Regions from separate parts of the Mus musculus genome. Here region 2 is linked to region 1. Evidence: chromatin contacts called from public Hi-C data. All regions are on one chromosome and are shown on one strand. Each heading gives the region's core, a stretch centred on a gene start, on an enhancer-like site or on the middle of the called end of the contact. The rest is flanking DNA. Distances are from core to core; before and after follow the strand shown. Region 1 has its middle 18 kb from the start of Uchl1os. Region 2 overlaps Limch1 (LIM and calponin homology domains 1).

The links. A called contact is a pair of places that touch in the nucleus more often than the background predicts.
Region 2: a contact with region 1 is called in a Hi-C map of the N1E-115 cell line, with 9 times the contacts expected there. The contact joins two enhancer-like sites. A contact is called at or near these places in 8 of 484 Hi-C or Micro-C datasets (the C2C12 cell line, the N1E-115 cell line, embryonic stem cells and 5 more), 2 of 115 datasets of contacts at active chromatin or transcription factors (differentiating embryonic stem cells and stem cell-derived neural progenitor cells) and 2 of 9 other capture datasets (embryonic stem cells and liver).

What each region holds. Positions count from the first base shown.
Region 1 is chr5:66,690,962-66,697,569 of GRCm38.p6, reverse strand. No RefSeq gene overlaps it. Among named protein-coding and RNA genes, the nearest start is that of Uchl1os, 18 kb to the right of the region's middle. Within about 2 kb of position 1,544, at least 2 of the 459 cell types and tissues checked have an H3K27ac peak or open chromatin away from gene starts, as enhancers often do. A contact at or near this core is called in the N1E-115 cell line, where this site is marked.
Region 2 is chr5:66,916,752-66,922,786 of GRCm38.p6, reverse strand. All of the region lies in intron 3 of Limch1 (LIM and calponin homology domains 1), which reads right to left. Among named protein-coding and RNA genes, the nearest start is that of Gm52776, 26 kb to the right of the region's middle. Within about 2 kb of position 4,621, at least 44 of the 459 cell types and tissues checked have an H3K27ac peak or open chromatin away from gene starts, as enhancers often do. A contact at or near this core is called in the N1E-115 cell line, where this site is marked.

The DNA.
Region 1 (6,608 bases), core at 295-2,794:
GATCCTCCTCCCCCCAGCCCTCTTCCCCATTCCCTCTGTATAATGGACTTCTGATTTGAACTTATTATTGTTCATTTTGATTTTACCATAAAATAATAAAACTTGGCAGAACTATGAATGGCCCAGCAAAAATATCCAATCCTCAGGGTTCATGTTGGCTAAAATATATCTAGACAAGATCATCTAGCCCAAAACACTGGGCAAAATGAGGGTGGTGTCCACACTGCTCCTCCTGGTTACTTCTGCTTGGCTACAAAAATGCCATAGGTTTTCCTGTACTGCCACCTTGTGGCCATAATGAGCATAGCTTTGAATAAGTCATTTAATGTACTTTGGATGTAAACAGAGAATTTAGGCTTAAGATTCTCTCTCTCTCTCTCTCTCTCTCTCTCTCTCTCTCTCTCCCTCTCCCTCTCCCTCTCCCTCTCCCTCTCCCTCTCCCTCTCCCTCTCCCTCTCCCTCCCTCTCCCTCTCCCTCTCCCTCCCTCTTTTCTCTCCCATCTCTCTTCTCTCCCCTCTCCTCCTCTCTCTTTCCCTTTCTCTCTCATCTCTTTCTCATCTCTCTCCCCTCTCCTCTCTATCCCTCCCTCCCTCTCCCATCTCTCTCTCCTCTCCTCCTTTCTCTCTCTCTCTCTCCCTCCCTCTCCCTCTCCCTCCCTCTTTTCTCTCCCATCTCTCTTCTCTCTCCCCTCTCCTTCTCCTCTCTTTCCCTCTCTCTCATCTCTCTCCCCTCTCCTCTCTCCCTCTCTCCCATCTCTCTCCTCCTCCTCCTTCTCTCTCTCTCTCTCTCTCCCTCTCTCTCTCTCTCTCCCCTCCCCCCCCCCACCCCTGCATAATGTCTGGTTGCTGGTCTCTGAATCTGTTACCATCTGCTGCCAGAGGAACCCTTTCTGATAAGCCTTGGATAAAGCTCTGATTTATAATTGTAGAAGATTATCATTAGAATTGTTAGTTGGTTGGTTTGTGATCAGTAGTTGTTAGATTTTATTCTAGGTCTTGTTTGTTTGTGATCAGTAGCTGTTTGGTTTTATTCTAGGTCTCTGAGCTATCTAGTCTCTGGTTCTCTGTTACCCAAGCAGTGTTTTGTGTGGGTTTCTTCTGGAGTGGGCCTTAGGTCCAATCAGACACTGGCTGGTTGCTATGCCCACAAGTCCTGTGCTACCATTGCCTTAGCATATTCTGCAGCAGGATAGATTGTAGGTGGAAGGTTTTGTGGCTGGGATGGTGTTCATGTTTCTCTCTAGGTAGCCTGCAGAGTGTGTTCCTTTACCAGAGAGACTAGAACACAGGGGTTAAGACTCCACACGGGCACAGCTTGGCTTCTCCATGCTCAATGAGTTGTGTGGGTGTTGTCTTCAGCAATGTGGCCCTGTTGCCAGTTTTCAGAGAGCAACCTTTTGTCTCAGCATCAGTGTGGGGTGTTTGGGGATTTCCATGGGACCCCCTTGGCCAGCAATTCAGGTGAATACAACCTAGTCCTGCCACTGGATGCCTCACCTGGGTACAAAAGATGACCAGCTGAGACTCTGCACCCCTCATTACTAGTACTCATTAGGACCACCTAAACATGCAGGTCTCCATCAAATCCCTCCCTTCAGAGCTCAGGGGAGCCGGTGGAAGAGGAAGCAGAAAATGTAAGAGCCAAAGGGGGTGGAGGACACCAGGAGAAGAAAGCCCTTTGAATCATAATCAAAGTGCATACGGGCTCCCAGAGACTGAAGCAGCAGTCACGGGCCCACAGTGGTCTGCACTAGCTATCAGCTGAGCATCTTTATGGGATTCCTGACCATGAGAATGAATGGGCCTGTGACTCATGTGCCTGCTCTTGGGACTCTCTTCCTCCTGTGGGGCTGCCGTGTTCAACTTCAATATGATAGCTTTTGTTTCATCTTATTACATTTTGTCATGTTGGTTGTTGTCTCTTAGAAGCCTGTTCTTTTCTAATGAGAGTCAGAAAGGGAGTGGGTCCGGAGGCGAGGGGAGGGGAGGGGAGGGGAGGGGGGAGGGGAGGGGGGAGGGGAGGGGGGAGGGGAGGAGGAACTGGGAGGAGTAGAGGGAGGGGAAACTGTAATCAGGATATAGTGTATGAGAAAAGAATCTATCATTTTCCTAATTTTAAAAATATTATTTACATCGGTGTTCTGCCTCCAGGTATGTCTGTGTGAGAATATCAGGATCCCCTGGAACTGGAGTTAAAGACAGTTGTGAGCTGCCCTGTGGGTGCTGGGATTTGAACCCCAGCCTCCAGAAGAGCAGTCAATGTTCTTAACTGCTGAGCCATCTCTCCAAACCCAGCATCTTTTTTTTTCAATAAAAGAAAACAATGGGGGGGGGAGCCTAAATTTGTATTTAAACATCCGAATGCTAGATATTTGAAGGTTTTCCTGAAACTATTAGAGACATTTTTGTTCTATTAGTTATATATGAGTCTCATTATATTTTCATATGCATATAGAGTGTATTTTGATCACATGGCCCTCTCCTCTCTCTTCTCGCCCTGTCCCCATCACTTCCTTCTTCATCTTTTCTGTGCTCTAAAGAGTTTAACTGGCTTAGCTTACGGAGCACGGCTGAGAAGTACTACAGATATTTTCATTTCACTCAAAGCAAATAAACCCACGAGCCCACGTTTTAAAAATGCTTTTGGCCCCATCGTTCAGATTTCCAGTTAAACAATTCCCTTGTTAACACTCAGCACCACTGGCCAGGCTCACCGTGTAATACCCCGAGTAACCTCGGAATTCTCCAGAGGTCATCACGGGACACAGCCCCTCAACCTTGAGCCAGAACCGTGGGCTGAGGCAATCTTCTTTTGTCTATAACTTAAAACACAAACCAAAACAAAGAACAAAACCCAAACAGGGCTGGCGAGAGCTCAGCAGTTAAAAAGCAGGTGCTGCTCTTGCAGAGAACCCGTGTTCAGTTCCCCGGCATCCATGATCTTCTCCTCTAGTCTCTATGGGCTCGCATGCATACACAGACACACATAAATAAAAAAAAAAAATCATTTTTCTTTACTTTTTTTTAAGATTTATTTATTTTATATATATGAGTACACTGTAGCTGTACAGATGGTTGTGAACCTTCATGTGGTTGTTGGCAATTGAATTTTAGGACCTCTGCTCACTCAAGTTCCTGCTCCCTCCGGCCCAAAGATTTATTATTATACATAAGTACACTGTAGCTGTCTTCAGATTCACCAGAAGAGGGCATCAGATCTCATTACGGATGGTTGTAAGCCACCATGTGGTTGCTGGGATTTGAACTCAGGACCTTTGGAAGAGCAGTCAGTGCTCTTACCTGCTGAGCCATCTCACCAGCCCCAACAAATCATTTTTCAAAAAGAAATTAAAAATCTCTACCCTCAAAAGTGCAAATAGCTCTTGACCCTTCATCTTACGGGAGACTGAATGTGCCATCTTACCATAAATGACACCATTGTGGGTTGTGAGCTATGAGTTAGGAACTTGGAGGTTTTTTTGTTTTGTTTTTTGTTTTTCTTTTTTCTTTTCTTTTTTTTTTCTTTTTGGTTTTTCGAGACAGGGTTTCTCTGTGTAGCCTTGGCTGTCCTGGAACTCACTTTGTAGACCAGGCTGGCCTCGAACTCAGAAATCCTCCTGCCTCTGCCTCCCAAATTCTGGGATTAAAGGCGTGCGCCACCACACCTGGCTTGTTTTTTTGGTTTTTGTTTTTTTTAAGGTATTCTGGTAAGGAACCTGGTCTGGTTTGGGGTCCGCAAGATGTTCAGCAAGTAAAAGTGTTTGCTGTTTAGCCCAAAGACCTGAACCCACAGAGTGGAAAGAGAGAACTAACTCTCAGAAGTTTGCTCTATGTTCTCCAAAAACATGCCACGGTGCACACACACGTGTATGCATGTGCGCACACACACACACACACACACACATACACACACATACACACTTTACCTTTTGAGGGAGGGGCAGGATGTAGCTATGTTGCTCAGGCTAGTCCCCAAACTCCTAGGCTCAAGGGATGCTCTTCCTCAGACTACCAGGGTGTGCACTATGCTCAGCTCTCAATTTGAACAGTTTAAGTCACATCGAAAAGGTTACTCAAGACATGGCCACATGCACAAAGTCCTACATGTATTCTTCTTGCACAATCCTGTGGGAGACGGGTGGCCCTGACATCCATCCCACCCTGCAGAACTGGGTGTGTGTGTGTGTGCACACTTGACACCAGGCAATCAGATTACACAAGGAGTTCACGGTAGCAAAAGCATGCCTGTCTCCCTGAGGATGATAACCCCAGTTGAAAAACCAATCAGGTAAACAAAGAAATGCTTTAGAAAGACCACACCATTCGAAGAGGAAAAAAAAAAAACTGTGTCAAATTAGCGGCTGGGTCATTATCTAACACGGTAGATGGGCAGGAAACTGAGTGTGGTCCAGATACGCTGAGGTTTTAGAGAACATAAAAATAAGTAGACCCATCTGCAACCCTATAGGAGGAACAACAATATGAACTAACCAGTACCCCCGGAGCTCGTGTCTCTAGCTGCATATGTAGCAGAAGATGGCCTAGTCGGCCATCATTGGGAAGAGAGGCCCCTTGGTCTTGCAAACTTTATATGCCCTAGTACAGGGGAACGCCAGGAACAAGAAGTGGGAGTGGGGGGGAGGGGAGGGGGGACTTTTGGGATAGCACTGGAAATGTAAATGAAGAAAATACCTAATATATCTAATAAATAAATAAATAAAAATAATTAAGTAATTCTGTAAGAGGGCCTGTTGAGGATAGGATAACACAGGGGCTAGGAGTCAGGGGAATTGGTCAGTAGTGTCTGCTATGACGTGTAAACCTGATTACTAGCATCATGTAAAGAGGTGAGCGTGGGGGGGGGGGGGCACACTGGCTGAAAAGCCACAGCCAACTGCTCACTGACCAGCCAGTGTACCTGTAACCAGACAACCCCAACTCCCACTGAGAGACCGCTCTCAGGGAACACGGTTGAGAGTACTTAAGGACAACATCTGAAGTTATCATCTAGCCTACACACTCGCACACACTTATACACTCGCACGTGCACACAGGCACGCGACCCACACATACACCAGATGACCTTTATGATATTGGCGACTAAATAAGTGGTACTAGTTTCAGCTGCAAATTGAAGAAAATTAGAAGTATGCTAGAATTAACAGCCAGGAATTCAGAGGAGTCTCGATCCTAGGGCAAGAACTTTAAAAAATTGTATTATAACGATAATGTAGTCATTCTTGGAAAGCTTGGGAAAGGAGATTATAAAGTTAAATCAATTATAAGCTCAATGGCTAGAAGCAGAGAGGGAACTGTGTTTTTAAGAATAAAGATAAAGGGCTGGGCAGTGGTGGCACACGCCTCTAATCCCAGCACTTGGGAAGCAGAGGCAGGCAGATTTATGAGTTCGAAGCCAGCCTGGCCTACAGAGTGAGTTCCAGGACAGCCAGGGCTACACAGAGAAACCCTGTCTGGGGGTGGGGGTGGGGCAGGTTCGGGGAGGAATGAATAAAGATAAGGGTATGCTGGGCTCAATGGATAAGAGCATTCTCTGCTCTTGCAGAGATCCTAGATTTAATTCCCAGCACCCACAAGGTGGCTCTCAGCCACTGTTAATTCATTCCAGGAGATCCAATACGCACATACATGCATGCTGAGAAAAAAAAAAAAATCACACACAAGGCTAAATAATCTAAAAAGTAATAACAGAGAAAAACAATAAAGATACAAGGCTGGTTATGGTGACATATGTCTTTAATCTCAACACACAGGGAGTCGGGGGCAAATGGATCTTTGTAGGTTCTAGGCCAGCCAGGGCTTCATAGTGAGAGCCTTTTTAGAAAGAGAGGGAGGGAGAGAGAAAGAGGGAAGGAAGGAAGAAATGAATTTTAAAAAGAAAAAGATAAAAAGAAGTGTGAATTTTACTGGGATATCCAAGCCAGCATACTGGAAGGATCAATCTAAATGAGAGGCCATGAAACTTCAATGTGTCTTTGCTAGGCCCATTTATGCCCAGGAAAAAATCCTATCCTGTATCTCCATTTGCTTTGGTGTGAATATTGGACACAACACCGACTAAGCAAGGAATCTTCCTTGGGCAGGCAGCTTGACCATGTGTCAGTCTTCCATGTTAAATACCAAGATCATACAATGTACTCATTTTTTTTTTCTTTTTTCAATGTAGTCATTTATGGAGCATACTTGGAGTAGAGCCAACACTTCACCTGGCTTTAAGGACGCGCACACACACACACATTTTAGCCAGCTATCTCATGGGGTTCTTTCGTGAACATTTCTCCGTGTCTCTGTGTGTTTAGGCAGCCCGGGTATTATCTGAATAGTCTATGAGCTCAAGGGACCCAATTAGACATTAGGGGCATTTGTTTAAAAGGAGAGATTTCTAGCATCAGATACCTCTGTCAGCTGAAAACATGAAATCCCCTCCATCACCCAAGAATAGTAGTGCCATGTTACAGAGAAACGAATTAAGGGAATAAGCTCATGTATAAATCTCTGACAAACTAAGATGCCAATCAGAGGGTCTGCTGGAGAATCCTGGTCCTCTGAGTCACCTCATCGCAGAGGGATCTGCCCTCCCATGGCCTTGG
Region 2 (6,035 bases), core at 3,372-5,871, 220 kb before region 1:
CAGTGTTTCAGTATGGTCTTTTAAACTCTGGACATTACATAATCCCCATGGCTCGGTAGTCATGGCAATTAATTACAGGACAGACTGGTCACCTGCTTTCTAATTCCGGCTTCATGACCCTAAGTGGGTTGCTACTGAACTCTGGACTTTGCTCATGTGTAAAATTAGGGGAAGAATATTATCTATACCCTATATTAGAAACAGCTGAAATAATATGCAAAGGAGAGTGCTTTTGGACCATGAAGAACATTCAATAAACGAGAGCTGCTGTTTCCTTGTTTGCTAGCTGAGAGGCTCAGGGCAAGTCACTTAATCACCTCAGCTTCATCATTTCCTCAGGTATAAAAAGAGTAGAAGCCATTTCAGAGGCCTTCCCGCTCTGGGTGGAACACAGAGGTGCTAAAAACACACACAGAGCATTTTTCTCAGACTCAACAGGACCCCCTGACTGTAAACTTTCTGACTGGTGAAGCCATAATACCGAAGCAATCAAAGTGAAATGGAGCCTTTGTCTTCCCCTCTGATGGAAGCCTCTTAGGGCTGAGGTAATGACCGGGATGTTCCTTCACATGAGGAAACGTGTGCATACCAACCGGGAGTAACACGTGGTTCCTGTGCACAGCTCCTGTGCAGGAAGGGAAGCAGGCACATTGCTCTTCATGGAATCTACGAACAGTGTTAGCTCCCTGTGCAAGAGGACATTGCAGTTACCTTACTTCTTGTCAACCCAACACATCTAGACATACCCGGGAGGAGGGAACCTATATTAAGGAATTGCCACCATCAGATTGGCCCTTGGGGGGGATGTCAGTGAGCATTTTCTCAAATGCTAATATGTTAGAGGGCTCCTCCCAGTGTGGGTGGTACCATGCCTAGGAAGTGAGCTCCAGCTGTGTAGGAAAGGTAGCTGAGCAAGCTAGGGGAAGCTAGCCTGTAAGCAACATCCCTCAAAGGTCTCTGCATCAGTTCCTGACTCCAGTCTTGAGTCCCTTCCTAGGCTCCCCTCAGTGATGGATTGCAACCTGTAAGCCAAATGAACCCTTTGCTCTGCAATTTGGTTTCACTCAGTGTTTTAGCACAGCAAGAGAAAAGCGGACCAACACAGCGAGGAAGGGGCATGTTGTTCTCCAAAGCGCAGTTCAAGCCATCTGCGTGCTGGGCTCCCTAGAAATTCCCCCAAATTCCTCAGTAAACAAAACAGATTAAGGACTGGGAAGATTGCTCATCAGTTCAAGCCTTGCTGGAACGGCATGAGGTTCAGGTCTCCAGATACCCATGTCAATGTCAGGTGGTTGTGGGGTCTAACTGTCATTCTAGCTTCCGAAGACACAGATAGCAGATGTCCTGAGCAAGCTGCCTCGCAAGACCATATCAGGGCCCTCTGGGTTTGAGTAAGAGATCTGCCTCATGGAATCAGCAGAAGGGTGGAAGGAGAATGACTTCCAACATCAACTTCAGGTCCCCACGATGCACATACACCAATGTGCAGGTGCACCCGCGCACGCGTGTGCGTCCACATATGTAAATATGCACACCTATATGCAGCCCACACAGGAAAACATTTTTAAAAATGCAGACTAAAATCAGTGGAAGAAAGAAAGCTGCTATCTTTCTTTCTGGTGTCTTTCAATGTAATTAATTGAATTCTGCCCTGTTGCTATGAAAAGTATTAAAACGTATCAGCTGGTTACTTACATCTGGGGACAGCTCCCTTCACTTTGTAAGCGAGCTGCAAGAATTTAATTAATTGCATTTTTCCCAGGATATCTTGGAAAGGAATATTGTACCTACATAGGGCACATAGGATAACAATGATATTAGGTGATGTTTGCTGAGTGCCTACTATGTGCCCATCTAGTGCGAGCCATTTGATACATGCCATATCTTCTCTATGCAATAGCTCCTTGACTGCATTGCCACTAGGCTTTGCAGATCCAGGACAGTAAAGATCAGAAAGCTTCTGTGACCTAACATTGTCACAGAGCTGGAAGGTGACAGTCCTAAGAACCACACAGCAATAATCTAATGCAGTCCTCCAACTACTCACAGTGGATTAGTCTTCCCCACTTAAGCACAGAAGTTGGAAGTTTTATGTAACAATCTATCCTCATTAAAATCAGTGTCGCTCAGTTTAATCTCGTTAGGTTTTGAGGGAAAACAGCTCAGTGGGTAAAGAGATTACAGCTCAATCACTATGACCTGGGTTCAGATTCTCAGAACATATAGAAAAAGCGCGCATCTGTGACCCCAGTCCTTATGGTGAAGATAGGCAGACCCCGGGGGTTCACAGGCCAATCAGTGAGCTCCAGGTTCAGTGAGAGACCCTGTCTCACAAAATAAGAGGGAAATGTGCTCAAAGGCACCACCCCCCCCTCTCACACACACACACTTTAAAAAATAAAAACTAATCTTTATCACAAAACAAGACAAAAGTAGACAATGACCATGGAGCAACATCACGTCACCCTCCAGCTCCCACAAGCATGGGAACACTCATCCGTGTGCACTCTCATGCACATGTGCACACCCACACACACTCCGGTCAAGTTTAAGACGAGAGAAGAACTAAGTCAGGTGAAGAAAAGTGGAGGAGGGTTCTCTGCTCGCCGCAGGCACACGCGTGGGTCTGCACACCTGAACACGAGTGTATACTCATGTGTGTAACACACGTGGAAAAAAAACAATAAGTTTAGAAATGCTGTAATGGAGAAACTAAGTCCTTTTTATAACCCCCTACACAACGTGATGACACAACTCATTCCATTTTAGAGATCCTTCTAAAAACATCGATCATTTCTGATATCAATAGTGCAGAATAGGCAACTCTCCCTGGGCCTCATTCCCTGCTATCTGCCCAAATAAGGTAGCGGTGGTGGTGCTGCTGGTGGTGGTGGTGGTGGTGGTGGTGGTGGTGGTGGTGGTGGTTGTGTGTGTGTGTGTGTGTGTGTGTGTGTGTGTGTGTGTGTGAGATACATCTGCCCCACAGAATCGGATACAGCAACTCAGATTTACTCCCAGGCTTTGTCTACACCTTCCAAACTAACCATTTCTTCACCCATAACTACAGCCAAAGTGACCGTGCCTTAGCCCAGGTCGAAAGAGGTAACAATGTGGAATTTTGCTATTTGCTATTGACCAGCACACTTGGCTGAGAGTGCGGATTATACTTTTAGGACAGGCAGATGGGATCCATGCTAATTTATGATAAAGCAACATTACCGCCCTTCTATTTTAGCTTTTCACCAGAATTGTTATGCTAACACCAGACACCCTGATAGTTCCTCTTTCCTTTCACTTCCAGATACTTGATTAATGGACACTTTTAGCTTTCTTTAACTGCTACCAGAGACCAGGGAGAGTCAAACATACCACTTAGAAAGTCTGACTTATCATCACTTTGAAAAGGAGAAAACAAAATTTCTCATCCAGTTCCTTAACTGGTGTCGAGGCAGTGTTACAGGAAGTTTACAGAAAGTCTGGACTGGAACATAAGGAAGCCCACTATATGCAAAGTTAGGAGAGGTTTTTAGAGCCCCCCAAAAAAGGGGTGCCACCAGACTCTGCCTGTCACTTCATGTCATTTTGGCTACTTTGGAAAGTGGCTCAGAAGTCACAGAACAGAAGTGAAAGTAAAGCCAAATCTCAAGCCACAAATCAACCCTGATGTCTATAAGGAGGGAGAGGTTGCAGGGAGCGGGACACCACCAGAGTCCTCTCCAGACAGGAGGGGGTTTTCAAGGCCCCTGGGGAGATGGCTGTGGATTCTTAAATGCCATTTCTGGAAAATGTTTATTGAAGTGCGAGCTCTTGTGACATCCTTCAGTTTCTTCACAGTGTAATTAGGAGGCATAAAGAACAGGAGTGCTCGGTAATTTTCCCAGCTTCTCACCCTAAGTCTCTTGTTGATTGAATTCTTGGTAGACACTCGGAATCTACCATTGTTGGAAATTTATAGTGCATCCCTCTCCCCCTCCCATCTGTCTCTGTCTTTCTGTTTCTCTGTCTGTCTCTTGGTCTGTCTCTCTGTCTCTCCCCTCTCTCGTTTTCCTTTTTCTCTTTTTTCTCTTCTTTTTGTCATTTTGTTTTAATGCCCAGAAATAAGAACTTAGGATCAAGAGGTATTTAAAGAACTTGTATAAACTAATTTTCATATAGCAATGGCAAGCACATATTTCTCCTTGAAATACGCACACAAGACTTGAAGCCCCAGATGTATTTACAGCCTTTTCCTCCGACCCATTCCCACGAGTGCCATGACTATACATTCTAATGAGCTCTTTGGCATTCCACTCATGTACCGCTGGCCTCAAAGAACAGAACCTGAATGTCCTCGCTGTTTATGAACAAGCCCTGACTCACCAAGATTTACAAAGCAATCAGCCGTACAGAGTTAGATTTTTCTACCTATAGAGAATTCTATGCAGATCTGGAAAAAACAAAAAACAAAAAATAAAAACACACACCACCAACCACAACACAGCACACAAAGCAAGACTACATTTAAAATATAACATTTTCAACCTGGAGAAAGAACTAGAAAGAAATAACTAGCCACAAAGAGCTTTGCCGTATGCTTGGACAGCTCTGTTTCTAGTTCTTTTCCAGAGAGGTTTGATCAGACAATACAGGGCCAGGAAGAGTCTGGCACCTTCTATAGATGTACGTCATGTCTTGGATAGGATCATGGGTCTGAACTCCTGGGACAAAAAGGGGGTCGTAATTGATTTGTGCTCAAATCTAAGAATGGCAGCAGAAAGGGGCTGCATGAGGATGGAGTGTTGGGAGAGGTAACTCCATTGAGAAAGGAGTGGACTGGGGTCTTCATATACGTGCATTTGCCTCAGAGCCTGTTGGACCAGAATGGGGCTCAGATTTTCCTTGTGCCTTTTACTTCAGTCAGTCTTGTGTGGCCTTGAAAGCTCTTCAGAGGAGTGACATAATCCTCATGTGTGGTAGGAGCTCGGACACAGTCAGTAGGAAAAGGTGTCTGTGATGGGGAGGGCTCAGGGAGAATTTACAGGCCTGTGGAGCGACCCCCTGGAAGGCTGAGTATTGGGAATGGCACCGGCTTGAAGGCTGAGAAGGTAGAGTGGCCTTTAAAGGAAAATGGGTCCTTAAGAAAATGAAGAATCCTGATAAAGGGATGGGCTGAGGGCCACACAGGGGGACCATAAGCTGTAGGGAAGGGCCATACAAGGGAAGGTAATGCCACACAGGGAATGAGCAATGTGATCATCCTGTAGGAGGCAGCAGGGTATCTTTTTTTGCCTCAGGGTAGAGGTTTAAACTCTGGGGAGGATGGTAAGTAGTCAGGGTTACTGTGACAGGAGGTAATCAGCTGTGATGCACAAGTGTGCCTTAGAGAGAAGGATGGAGAGGGAAGAATTGGAGAGATGTAGACAGGCTCAGGAAAGGAGAGAGCGGGAGAATGGAGCTAATGAGTTTTGTAGACCGACAGGAAGGAGATGATGGTGAGGTGAGGGCCAGCAACTGTGACAGTGACAGGCTTCAGCGTGGTCCTTCCACGAGGGCATTCTAGAAGAAGGGCAGATCGAGATCCAGAGGATAGTTACCCTTCTTCCTACAGCCCTTTCAGAGACAGGGCACAGGTTGCAAGAATGTCTGAAGAAAAATGAAGGAGGCTGTAGGTATCCGAGAAGGGTCACTTGTAGCTAGACTTCCCATTCATGCTTAGCATTGCTCTGTTAGTAACGGGAGCATGAGCACTTTATTACAGTCTGCAATTGCTAAAGGATTTTCTTAAAAAAAAAAATAAACAAAGTCTGCCTCCTCTATCCACTCTCCCAACCCTCTCCACCCGTCCAAGTCAATCTACCAAACCAGATAAAAAGTCACAGAGATGAGGTCCTCTTGGGTAACACAACACAAAACTATATCTGGTTCATAAAGCTAGCTAAATACACAGTATCAGAGGGTGACAGCTTGTTTATGGAAACAAGTATGTAAATGCAAAATCCACACATTTTAACAAGAGCAGCCCTGACATACAACAGGAAGCCTACTCGCCGCATTAA